Linked DNA regions of Zea mays: region 1 is linked to region 2. Evidence: chromatin contacts called from public Hi-C data. All regions are on one chromosome and are shown on one strand. Each heading gives the region's core, a stretch centred on a gene start, on an enhancer-like site or on the middle of the called end of the contact. The rest is flanking DNA. Distances are from core to core; before and after follow the strand shown.

What was found. Hi-C and Micro-C count contacts between places; a contact is called where the count stands out from the background.
Region 1: a Hi-C map of bundle sheath shows a contact between it and region 2, with 2.7 times the contacts expected there. The contact joins the promoter of LOC100192803 here to the promoter of LOC100278846 in region 2. A contact is called at or near these places in 3 of 25 Hi-C or Micro-C datasets (bundle sheath, ear and leaf).

The regions. Positions count from the first base shown.
Region 1 is chr2:67,485,690-67,491,767 of Zm-B73-REFERENCE-NAM-5.0, forward strand. LOC100192803 reads left to right here and starts at 3,665. Exons shown (of 1, transcript NM_001137996.1): 1 at 3,665-4,933. The coding sequence starts at 3,890. The coding sequence ends at 4,846.
Region 2 is chr2:67,293,598-67,299,501 of Zm-B73-REFERENCE-NAM-5.0, forward strand. It overlaps LOC100278846 (Protein AUXIN SIGNALING F-BOX 3), which reads left to right and starts at 3,406. Exons shown (of 5, transcript XM_008671272.3): 1 at 3,406-4,015; 2 at 4,117-4,997; 3 at 5,887-5,904. The coding sequence starts at 4,546.

The sequences.
Region 1 (6,078 bases), core at 2,415-4,914, 190 kb after region 2:
ATACTAAGAAGTGTAATGTACTTGTAACGACGCACCTACGCTCAGGTAAGAAGGTGAGTTACCATAATGAATTGCCCTATGGTTAAAGTGTGGCAACGACGCCTATGCGTGGCTCGGCGCTTAATGATGAGCTGGCCTCCATATAACAATATATGGAGTATAAACTGTGATAAACTATCATGTGTGGATCTTGCATCATGGGAAATTAGGCTGCAATGGAATTTTCTGCAGGCACACTAACCTCGAAAACGTATGTGTAGCTGACGACTAGCAAAATACCGTGAGTCGTAAGTATGCCACCAATATAGAACGCTATTGCCACATTATGTTGGCAAAATTAGTGAGGACGAATAAGACGAGCATGCATCCTGATTGTTGCATCATGTTTGTCACCTATACATCCAAAATGCTTCTCTCATCTTTATTCCAGTAACTAGTGATTGTACATAATGTGGTGTAATGGTGTATTATGGACTTCAATGAAATAGTTGTCCTCCGTTCCTCAGGGTAATCTGTTTAGGTGTTATATGTGTTTGCTCTTGTACTTGATGTGCCGATAGAAGGTTGATGATTTATTTGCCTAAACCTTAAACTAGGCCATGTTCTTATTTAGTGAACCAAGACCCAAATTTGAATTTTCCGTTATCCCTCCATGACTAAACTCATGCAAATGGATGTTTGGATAATTTCTTTATCCAACGCAAGATGTGCATGAGCTTATAGCTAGGATCTCGAGTCCGTGTTCTCGCTATTTACTCTGTGACGTTTTAGTTGTCATATTTCCATCTTAGACCATGCCCTTGTTCGATTGGCACAAGCTGATGTCCCTTATCTAGTTTTCCTATTCTTAAGGATCACCATGTTGCTTTATCAACCTAACCTAGGAAGACATGTCCACTCATTTTTCTTGAAGTTTGATGCCTTTGGTTTCTTCATGTTTATCGAAGGCATACCAACTTAATTGTATGATTGTTTTCCTTCTATATCTAATCAGATACTAATCTTTGACCTTATAATCTCTATGATGGGCATAAAAATATGCTTGGGGCTGAAGTATCAGTGTCCCATCATACTGCCTCACCATCCAATTTAGGTTATGGCCATGCCTTGTTCATTTCATTGGACCATGATCAATTTGACTCTCTACTTGTAACCATTCTTATAGGCAGAGTATCTTTTATATATTGTCACCCTTGCTCAGTTTATTTGTGACGCGTGAGATTTCTTATTGGTTACGTCTGGTAATGGTGTTATGACTAAAACCGATGGCACCACGATGAAACTGAGGGCCTCCTGTGGGTGCACACACATGGTTGCGCTACTTGGCACACGCTGGTATCACCGTTAGTAGTCATAATCCATTATGAGACTATATCGATATGTTGTCTCTGCACAAATTGTTCTTACCATGTGAGATTCATTATTGGTGCCAGTTCGATAATGGTGTCTCGATTAATGACTTATGGTACCACCGCGAAACTGAGAGCCCCTTGTGAATGTACACACAAGGTTATGCTGCTTGGCGCATGCTGGTATCAAGGTCTCTAGTCATGATCCGTTATGGAATTACACTGATGTGTTATATTCCGTGGACCATCCCTTGAAACAATTTCTATTTTGTTTGTCAAGTGATCAAGCAACATCTATCATATCTGTCGGATCAAAAGGGGCATACCACTTTCATGTGTGGTCTTTTTCTTTTGATCTTGGTAGTGACTACGTATACAAGTTCCCTTTACGTCCTTTGTGTAAAGGTGAAGCCTTGGAACTTTTTAGTGTTGAGAGACAACTGATTAGCTCTCAAAATGGAGATTGGATTTCCCCTGCTGCTTAGATGCAGGAGTTTGTTCATTCGCTCTCTTATTTAATCCATGTATTCTTGAACCAAATCAGTTCATCTCGCATGAAGAAACAGATGAACCACATGACCAAATGGATTTCTACCCAAATGCATGACCTTTTGCTAGCAAATGTGAACTCTCAACCCTTGGCTTACCGATGGTACTGAGAGGACTTGCTCAATGTCAAAAGTAATTCAACAAGTTGGTTGTACTAACTTGTAACTGCCCAGTGAACAAAGATTGAGTTTAGAGATCATTTTATCGAGTTGTCTAAACTGACTTTAGTTCAGCCTATCCTGAAGAAAACCTTGAAGATCAAGTGAAGATTATGAGCATATGCATCTTAACTTTACCTTGTTGGATGAGGTACTTTGCCATCCTCAGCTAACTGTTAACAGCTTAACCACAGCTCTAGTCATGCCTCGATCGCCTCACGTATGTTTTCCAACGTGTGTGTGATCAAGTCGAGCCATGATTAATGATGGATAAAATGGACTGGTTGTAAAGTTCGCATTTACAGATCCTTTCGCTGGTGAAATTTCGAGTCTCTATCATTTTCTTGAACTTGGGTTTTTTGGCTAACACGAGTTGACTGTGATGTTGTTCGACATCCACACTCGTCTTATGTACTATGAAATTCCAATGAACACTTGTTGGTAAACCTCTTTCTGTGTATTTTACCCAAGACGGTGCATCTGATTCTGCTTGGGTAAGATCGTGTATTTATCGCTCGCTCAACAGCATCAGATAGTACAGTGTCATCAGAAAAAGCAAACTACACACATGGAACCTTATGTGTTCTTTTGGCAGACATCGTCTCTAATGATGGACATCTCTAAATTAGCTTAAGGCGATATATGTTATGTCCACTAGAGAAACCTCATCCTGAGACACTCACCTTTGCTTGGAATTGTCTTATGGTTATCGCTAGTATGGACATGGGTTACATGCTTCTCTACTCTTAGAAGTCTTTTGTTCCGAATCTCGGGACGAGATCCTTTTAATGGGGGAGGGCTGTAACACCCCTGGTGTTTATATTCCGCTCGACAACGAGTATGGATTTAAGCACGTGATATCAGTAAATAAATTCGACATTAAGGTCTAATCATCTTCATTTATCGCGATTTTAATATCGCATCTGTTTCTGTCTATTTAGCCACCTCCTAAAGTTTTCGCGAATTTTGGAACATAATTGTTCTGAAAGTTTGCGAGTTATGCACCTATTTAAAATTCATCGCTCGCGCGAATACGAATTCAGAAGCTCGACCTACTCTTATGATTTTTATTCCGGGCAAATTAATTTGAACTCGACGACTAAAATGTTCAGGGCAAAATAATCTGAATCGCGCATCATCTGAGAGAAATCGTGCGCGAGGTTAAGATTCAATTTATACTTCAGCACACTCTGTAAGATACTAAAATCAACTGTGTTTAGATGGCGGATGAATTTGTATCCGAGTTCAACTAAAACAGTGTTGTCTCAAATAATGTATCCGATATCCGGTCCGTTTACGTGTTGCCCAGAATAGTCTCAAAAGCTATCTAAACAAAATTTAACCAAAATCGTTAATCCTCGGATTTTTCGTTTCGTGATTCGGAGAATAAGGTGTGTAGCCCGTATAGTTGACCCATTATGTGTCGCTAAAAATCTTGATTAAAAAATATCAGCGATTTTCGGTAAAAAAAGAGAGAAGAAATAAAAAAGGGAAAATATCCTCACGCCGCCCTCAGCCCTGATTTTTTTCAGACACCGCGCACGCGTTCTTATCCTCCTGGCCGCGCCGTTTTGGCTCTAGGAGAAAAATCCCGCCGCCCAACCTTATCCCGTGCACGCACTTCATCTTCTCCATCTCCTCCCCATCTTCCTCTAGCGCCGGCCATTAGGGAGGTTCGAGCTCGCCCCTCCGCGCCCTCCCTGCTCGCTGCTCTATAGCTCGCCATCACCCCTCCCTATGCCTCGTCGAGCCGTGTGTCCTCGACTTTGACCTCGCCTTTAGCCGCACACACACCTGAACCGTGCCCCTGCTTTTCTCTCTGCTCCTCAAGCCATGGTGCCCGGTCCTCCCTCCAGCTCGGCCAGGCGGGGCATCGCTCCCTGCCGCTTCTCCCTCCCTGGCGCTCCTCCCTGTCACGCCCGGATCTTCTTTCTCCCTGCCGCGCTCTCTCTCCAGCGCACAGATCCTTCTCTCTCTCCCTCAGCTGGCTCCCGACGCTTCTCTCCATCGCCATGGCTCCCTCCGAGCTCGCCCCGACCTCTGCTCCTCCCTCCGTCGCGCCCAGTCTCCAGCTCGGCCGCCCAGCTTCCTGTGCGCGCCTTGCTTCCTGTGCGCACCTTGCTTCCCCTGTTCAGCTCTCTGCTGTCGAGCTCCTCCGGCTATGCTTCCCTGCTCAGCGCATTTCTCCCTGCTCTCTCCCTCCTCTGGCCATGGATTCTTGGGAGCAGAAGTAGCCCCAGCTCGGCAACACCTATAAGCTCCCTAGAACCAGCGTCTCGTCGAGCCCCGCCGCATGTCCTATTTCCTGCTCGCCCATGGAAGCTGCGCCCAGCCTTTGTCCCCATCGCGCCGATCCGCGCTCGCCAAGGTCACCTGCCGTTGCCCAGCTCGACGCCTTTCCCTGCTACAAAGTTCGCCGTCTGTCCGTACGTCGCCTGCTGCTTAGATCCCAGCCAGGTTGACCTTGTCATGGTGCTGGAACTCTCGTGGATCCGGCATGTCGTCTACTTGGCAGCTCCGGCTAGTCGCATCGTCACGCTGTTTACTCCTTCGACGCCATCTGATGCACACCTCCGGAGCTCGCCCGTGTCGTATTTTAGTCAACATCATATCCTGCGCGACGCGCTCCGGTGTCGTTTGTCGCGTTTTGCGCGTCCTTACCACCTCCAACTTTCAATGTTCACTGTCGTCCACTACGCTCAACCATGCGACAACCACGCCATCCATGGCATGTGTTCACGCCAAAAATTCGAGAAGATTAGGTGTAGAAGGAAACAAATCAGTATGTAGTCGGAAAATTCTTGATGTGAATGGAGAAGGCAGTGAAGTCCGCGTGGTGCTCACCACGTGCTCGACGTAATGGCGGAATTGGAACTCATAGCTTTGCTCGTGGCCTTCAAGACGGATTAAATTATTGGTGAGCTGTCATTGCTCTCGCTTTTCATTTTAATATTTCTCGTCAGTTTAGTATACTTGCGCTGTTAATGTGGGGCATTGACATGCGTGTAAATCGTAGTAGTGAATTAGTGCCAGAATAAAATTTGATCGGGTAGAATAGTGAAGTCTAGTAAGTCGCTCGTCACGTAATTAGTGTTATGCGCGGACCTGGAAGCGTCGTTGATTTCGTGGATTCAAGTAGGAACAAAAGCAACAAAAGTTGGTACCACCTTAGAACAGAAGCAACAAAAGTTGGTTGCTTCCTCACCTAAAAACAACGGGGAATAAAACCCTGAGTATGGAATTACTCAGCAAGTCTTACCCGACTAAAGAAAAGACTCTCAAGGGTATGCTGGATTTGGGAATCAAGGAGAGGCTTTAGCAAAAATCAACTTAGATACTTTTGCAGAAATAGCTTACTAAAGTGAGTCCTTACTTTCAATATTTTAACGCCAGATTAAATATTAATAGACTCTGTTTGCATATGGTCTACTTTCACCATCTCATCAATACAACATCATTTTTATTCATGAGGTTCACATCCTGACTTAGGTTGCAAGTCAGTGATCAAGTCTCCACTCTCCAGGGATATAACGGCGATCCGAATCGATTTACTCAACTGAGGATCTCTAACCACACGACATATGTAGCACGTAACCCTTGCATATGTCAACTCACCACCGGGGTTCTTAAGACCAGATCAGGTTCACGCCAACCGTGAGCATAGATACACCACCGTTCAGCCTCTTGCCACGGAGGGTACACACTACTCTCGCCATCTCTCCACGCCCATTGCGTGTTATCTTATTCTGGTATTAGTCTGCCCGAGGCAAAGCTTACCCTGTCTCATTTCCAGGGCATGTGGCCAGTTAAGATAGTCCTTGATCTAGAAGGCCTACATACGCATCCAATCCTTAATTGACCCGGGCGGAGCATCACCTGTTCCTAGCCCAAGTCGCGAGTTAAATACTTCCATCCTTAGGATTGTTCTGTGTTCCTTAGGATGAAGAGAGCATTATAGGTAGCTTTGCAGTAAGATTCCACCATGCTCTCAATGAAAATATTCTTGCAGGTAGAAGCCATCT
Region 2 (5,904 bases), core at 2,156-4,655:
TTTCTCTGTATGCAAACCCTACGATATCTAGATTCTGAGTAAATCTTTTCAGAAAAAGCTAAATCAATCATGCCCTAAGAGATTTGCGATCGTTTTTTTCGAGCCCATCAGTTTTTGGAGTGTTTTCTAAAAAACTGGCGTTAGACTTTCGATGCTAAAAAAATCATTAACAATTTTTCGTTATAAACTACTCAAAGTCCACAAAATCAGATTCTTTTAGCTTTTCATTTAAACTCATCTTTTTGAGTTTTAAGATTTACGAAAACTAAAAGTAACCGTTTGTTCAAGCTTCTAGTATTTCACGCTGAGATTACAGATCGTTTTCTTTTTTGTTTTTGGGGACAAGATGGATAAGCGAGAATCATGTGTGCCTAGTTAGACAATATTTCGTTCCAATTTTTGAGAATGAAATGACTCTGTCTCGTATTTGGAAGATATAATGACTCCATTTTGTTTCGCAAGCCAAAGGGTTCGATAGCTTTTGATGAGTGGCAATACTCAGTATATTAGAAGAAGACTCTTTTGTTGGATACGCTATATTCTAAACCATACACTGCCTAAGGGTTTGTTTGGTTGGAGAGTCAACTGGAATGGACTGGCTTGGTTCTAGTTTTCGAGAATGGAGTCATTCTATTCTGTGTTTTGACAAAGCAGAACAGAGCTGTTCTATTTTTTTGGTTGAAAAGTAGAATAAAGTGATGTCGCTCCGTTTTTTATTTGGTCGGAGAGCCATACAAGTGTAAACGAGAGTAGAGGAGAGTGGAGGCTCAAACGCTTCTGCCTGCTCGGAAGGTACCAGGAGAGACAACTTAGGTTTGGGTCGATTGAATACCCACCCAAACTTTGAGACAGACCCGCGCCGCAAGTTCTGAGAGTCAGTTGCCTGACGTTGAGAGAGAGAGAGAGAGAGTAGCTAAGACTAATCACAATGGAGGTTTTATGAGATGTTTCATGTATTAATTAGTCTGCCACATCAGCTATTTTGATGACATGTCACATCATTTAAGAAGGAAGAGTTTCATGGAGTTTCATGGAGATGAAACCATGTTAGGGCTTGTTCGGTTAGCTCTCAATCCATGTGGATTGAGTGGGATTGCATGGGTTTGAATCCCAAACAAGTCAAACTTCTTCTCATTTTTTTTCAATCCCATCCAATCCATGTGTGTTGGGAATAACCGAACAAAGCCTTAACTTGTTTCCAAGGTCTTGGAAACTGTGTGAAACCCCCACTGAGAGTGTTTTGTTTCACCTTCATATAATTGAGTAAATCCTATTGGTTATTTATATGCAATATTTAAGAAGTATGTTGACATATGAAATAGTGAGATGAAACTCTCTATTGAGAGAGGGTGTTTCATACATCCATAAAATTGATGTGGCATTTTTAGAAACAGGGACATGAAATCCTCACTGTGATTAGCCTAACTGTAATGTGAACAACCATTAGTTCTCAGTTTTAGCGGACGTGCATATACGCTTTGATGTTTTTTAATCTTTTTGTGTGTGTAATAGAGCGGGGAAACCTGTTCGTCTAATAACAAAGACCAGACTCACGCCACGTAAGAACTTGTTCGATTAGCTCTCAATTTATATGTATTGAGTAGGATTAGATGAGTTTGAATCTCAAACAAGTCAAACTTATTCTTAATTTTTTCTAATACCATTCAATACATATGTACTGGGAATAACTGAATAAAGTCTAACAGGTGGTCATGTGTACCTTTTCCATGAGAAAACTGGATGCCATCCGAAATTCAAACCCATGGACGGTCGATTTCGAGTGAGCGATGGCGGCCAGGTCATGTGTACCCTCTCGTTCAGAAAAACAGCACAGCGAGCAGTCGAGATGGTTAAGGATTAGTTTAGGAACCCCAATTTTCTAAAGAATTTTGATTTTTCTAAAAGAAATTAGTTTATTTTTCTATAGAAAAATAGAAATTATTTAGGAATTAGGGTTCTCAGACTAGCTCTAAAGAAAAGAGGGAAAAAAAAACTGGTGCTGGTGGAAGCTGATGCTGGAAAAAAGACTGATGGATTTGGCAGAGGCTGAGGTCACATTTGCCCTGTCCGTCCGTCCGTCCATCCGCCATCTAATCATTAATTAACGATTTTTAATATTAATGTTTTAGGTGCAGCTTGCTTGAATGCTGCTGCTGTGCTGAGAGACGGACGGATGGATGGACGCACGCAGTAGACTGGTCGTACATTCTCCGTATGCACCTGCGGACTGCGGTACGTACTAGTCCTGCGTGTGCCAATGTGCCATCGCAAGTTGCAGATCACCACGCCGCGCGAGCACAGGCGCAGGACATGACAGGACCCTTGCTTTTGCTTTCCTGTGGGCTCTTAATTACTTGGGGGCACCGATCGGCGATCGATTGTACTCCTATACATGGTGCCATGCAGTGCCTTGCAATCATCGCGCTGCAGTAGCTCGTCTTGGTCCATGTGTAGGGCTGAAAAATTAGCTCGAGGCTCGCGAGCCGGCTCGAGCTCGGTGCGGCTCGGCTCGGAGCGGCTCGCGAGCCTCGAACGAGCCGAGCCGAGCCTTTTCTTCGAAATCGTTTTTTCAGCGAGCCGAACCGAGCCAGCTCGCGAGCCGGCTCGCGAGCCTTGCAAAAATGATCAATTTATGGAATAATAATGAATATTAGATAATTTTATGGATAATAGATCATTTTTTAGTCTTTGATAATGAATATATAATGTTAATTCACCAAATAATGCAACGATAAGTACCAGAATATGGCTCGCGAGCCGAGCCGAGCCAGCTCGCGAGCCGAGCCGAGCCAGCTCGCGAGCCAAGGTCGAGCCGAGCCGAGCCTCTTTCGCCAGCTCGTGAAATGGACGAGCCGAGCCGAGCTCGTTCAGTCACCAAGCCGAGCTCGATTCGGCTCGTTTCCAGCCCTATCCATGTGTGCTATTGGTTTCTTAAATATTTACGTGTCGGGAATCAGTTTGTTGATCATTTTAAAAAGATTATTATTTTTAGACACATAATTTCTTATATACCACATTTCACCTATTGTTTATTACAATCAAGATACTTCAACATTTATTAATAAATATTACATATATAGTGATCTCGTAAGTTTGTGACTCGACTAATAAAAAACCCTACGAACAACATTTTATTGAAAAATTAACTTTTTTTAATTTTTTTTGTTAAGTTATTGATGAACTGGATTTCTAGCTGTAGAAGATATAATACGTTTACTTATCAAAAATTATATATCACATAGAATACAATTCTATCATGGAGGGAAAACAAAGATAAACATACAATGTCAAATAAATGATGAAAACATGGTATATCAGAGTTAAAAGAGTTAAAAGCCGAGACATTACTCAATCTACGATGAAAAAAGAAATAAGAGGTGTATAGCCGCCAAGCACAGATGGGGACCACTTGTGTGTGCGCTTAGCAATTTGTGCCCTTTTTCTGACACCCTCACTTCTTATCCGGAAGCGGTGGATAGGGACACATGCGCCCGCCCGGGTCGCATCCCGACCCGCGCCACCGGTCCGACCAGACCGCCGACCGGCTCAGCCGGTTCACCACTTCTCACTTCACCTGCCTGCCGCTTCCTGCTTTCCCGTTCCTGAAAGAGAGAGAAGCATATCCTCACTCTAGTCTCTCTCGCCCCATCCCCTTCCCCGTCCCTCCTCCAGCTCCCTCTCCTCCGGCTGCTGCCCCTCCACCGTCCGCCCCTCCTCCCCGCTGCCGGCCACTTCCGGACTTCCCCGCCGCGTTACCTCCTCCTCCTGGCGCTTCCCGCTTGGCGGTTGCCTGGGATTTACCCCCGCTCTGTTCCCCTTTCGGGGAACGCCTTCAGAGGCAGGACGGGTACTTGGTCCGGGAGGCGCGGCGACGGCGACAGCGGCGAGTGATTTTCGGTCGCCAGAGGGAGAGTTTTTTTTAACGGGGTTTTGGTGGGAAGGAAGGAGGCGGCCGCGAGTAGGCGAGACGTTCATGGGTTAGATCTGGCGGTCCGGCGGCGCGGATCTGAGCGAGGTAGGCTGTCGCATTTTTTGCCCCCTCGGGCGTCTGTTTCCATTTCCTTGCAGTTGCCTGCAGTTGGCAGGAGCTGAAGGCTACCCAATCTCTCTCTGCAGGTTTCGGTGGAGAGATCGGGTGGTGGTCACTATCTTCGCCTCATTTCGAGTAGATGGAGCGTCTCATGGCCAAATCGGGCATGTATGGCGGATTCTGCTACTGTCTGAAGCAGCGTTGCCTGCAGATCTGAAAGTCACTTGGTCTCCTTGCCCAGTTGACCTTACTGAATGACATTGCTTTCCGCGGTTTGACTGTCATTACATCCTTTTCGGTGTCTGATCAAAAATTTTTAGCACGAGATGACGTGCTTCTAGTTGTTGTTGATATCTTGTCCTGAGTTGAGTAAACCTGAAGCTGGAAAGGAGCGGATCACATTCGTGCTCTTGCTCTTGTTGACTTCTAGGTCTATCTTAGATACCTAGAGGCTGGAAGGGGTCAGATCCAGTTCCTGTGGTCCTAGTAACAAGGTCCTCTTGGGGGAAGGCGCCATGACCTACTTCCCCGAGGAGGTGGTAGAGCACATCTTCAGCTTCTTGCCATCGCACAGCGACCGGAACACGGTCTCCCTTGTGTGCAAGGTGTGGTATGAGGTCGAGAGGCTGAGCCGACGAGCGGTGTTCGTAGGGAACTGCTACGCTGTGCGCCCTGAGCGTGTGGTGCTGCGGTTCCCCAATATAAAGGCCCTCACGGTGAAGGGGAAGCCTCACTTTGCAGACTTCAACCTTGTGCCGCCTGATTGGGGTGGCTACGCAGGGCCATGGATTGATGCAGCAGCAAGGAGCTGTGTTGGTCTCGAGGAGTTGCGCATGAAGCGGATGGTTGTGTTTGATGAGAACCTTGAGCTGCTAGCTCGGTCATTCCTGAGATTCAAAGTCCTTGTCCTTATCAGCTGCGAGGGGTTTAGCACCGATGGTCTAGCTGCTATTGCGAGTCACTGCAAGTGAGTTTTCCAAATGCTAGTACCTTATTAGAGTTTTCTATGGCTTTTTTGTTAAGTGCATCATTTTGCCTTTCCTGATCTGCATCGTAACCTTTTTAAGGACGTACTGATGCCACTATTTAGTCCTTAAGCAGCTTTTGCAAGTCATTGCAAATGACTTTGCCAAGAATATCGAAGTTCACTCTTTTTTTCTAATAAAATTAATCAAAAATTATTTCCTTGGCAACGTTGTATGCAATTACCTTTTGATATGTCATTATTTAGTCCTTAAGCAGCTATTGCAAATGATCACGCCTTGAAAATTTTGTTTCTTTAAGAGCGTCACAGTTTACTTCCTTAACAATGTTGTACGCAGTTACTTCTTCGTATAGGGAACTAGAACAGTACACTTTTGTGCTTTCTTTTATTTTCTCTAATGCTTATCAGTTAGGTGCCATTGCTTGTTAGTTTTCTATAAGCTTATCTTCTGATTGTGTTTTCATTCCATTTTACAACTGTTCAAGTCATGCATTGTCCTGCTCATGCTCCCTTAATGAGCTGAACTGTGATGAACCATTTTATTCAAGTGGTATTTGATCTGTTCTTGCATTTGCTCTTTAGATATTTTACCATTTTTTGCTGTATGACTTCTATAATTTAATTCAGTTTGATGAATTAATACAGTTTTAGCCATATTGCATATAGTTAAGTGGTTGTGTTGTGGCTGTACTGCATATGACTTTTCTAGGACTGGATGCAAATTCGCATGCAGTTATTCAACAAATTATTATCATTAGTAATATCAGTAGTAGTTGAATGCTTTTAGCTGAATCCGTCAAGTTTTTGTTGTTACATGGTATTTCATGGTTAACGTGTTGACTCTGCTTTTTTTCTTCTATCTGTTATCTAGGCTCCTGAGGGAGTTAGA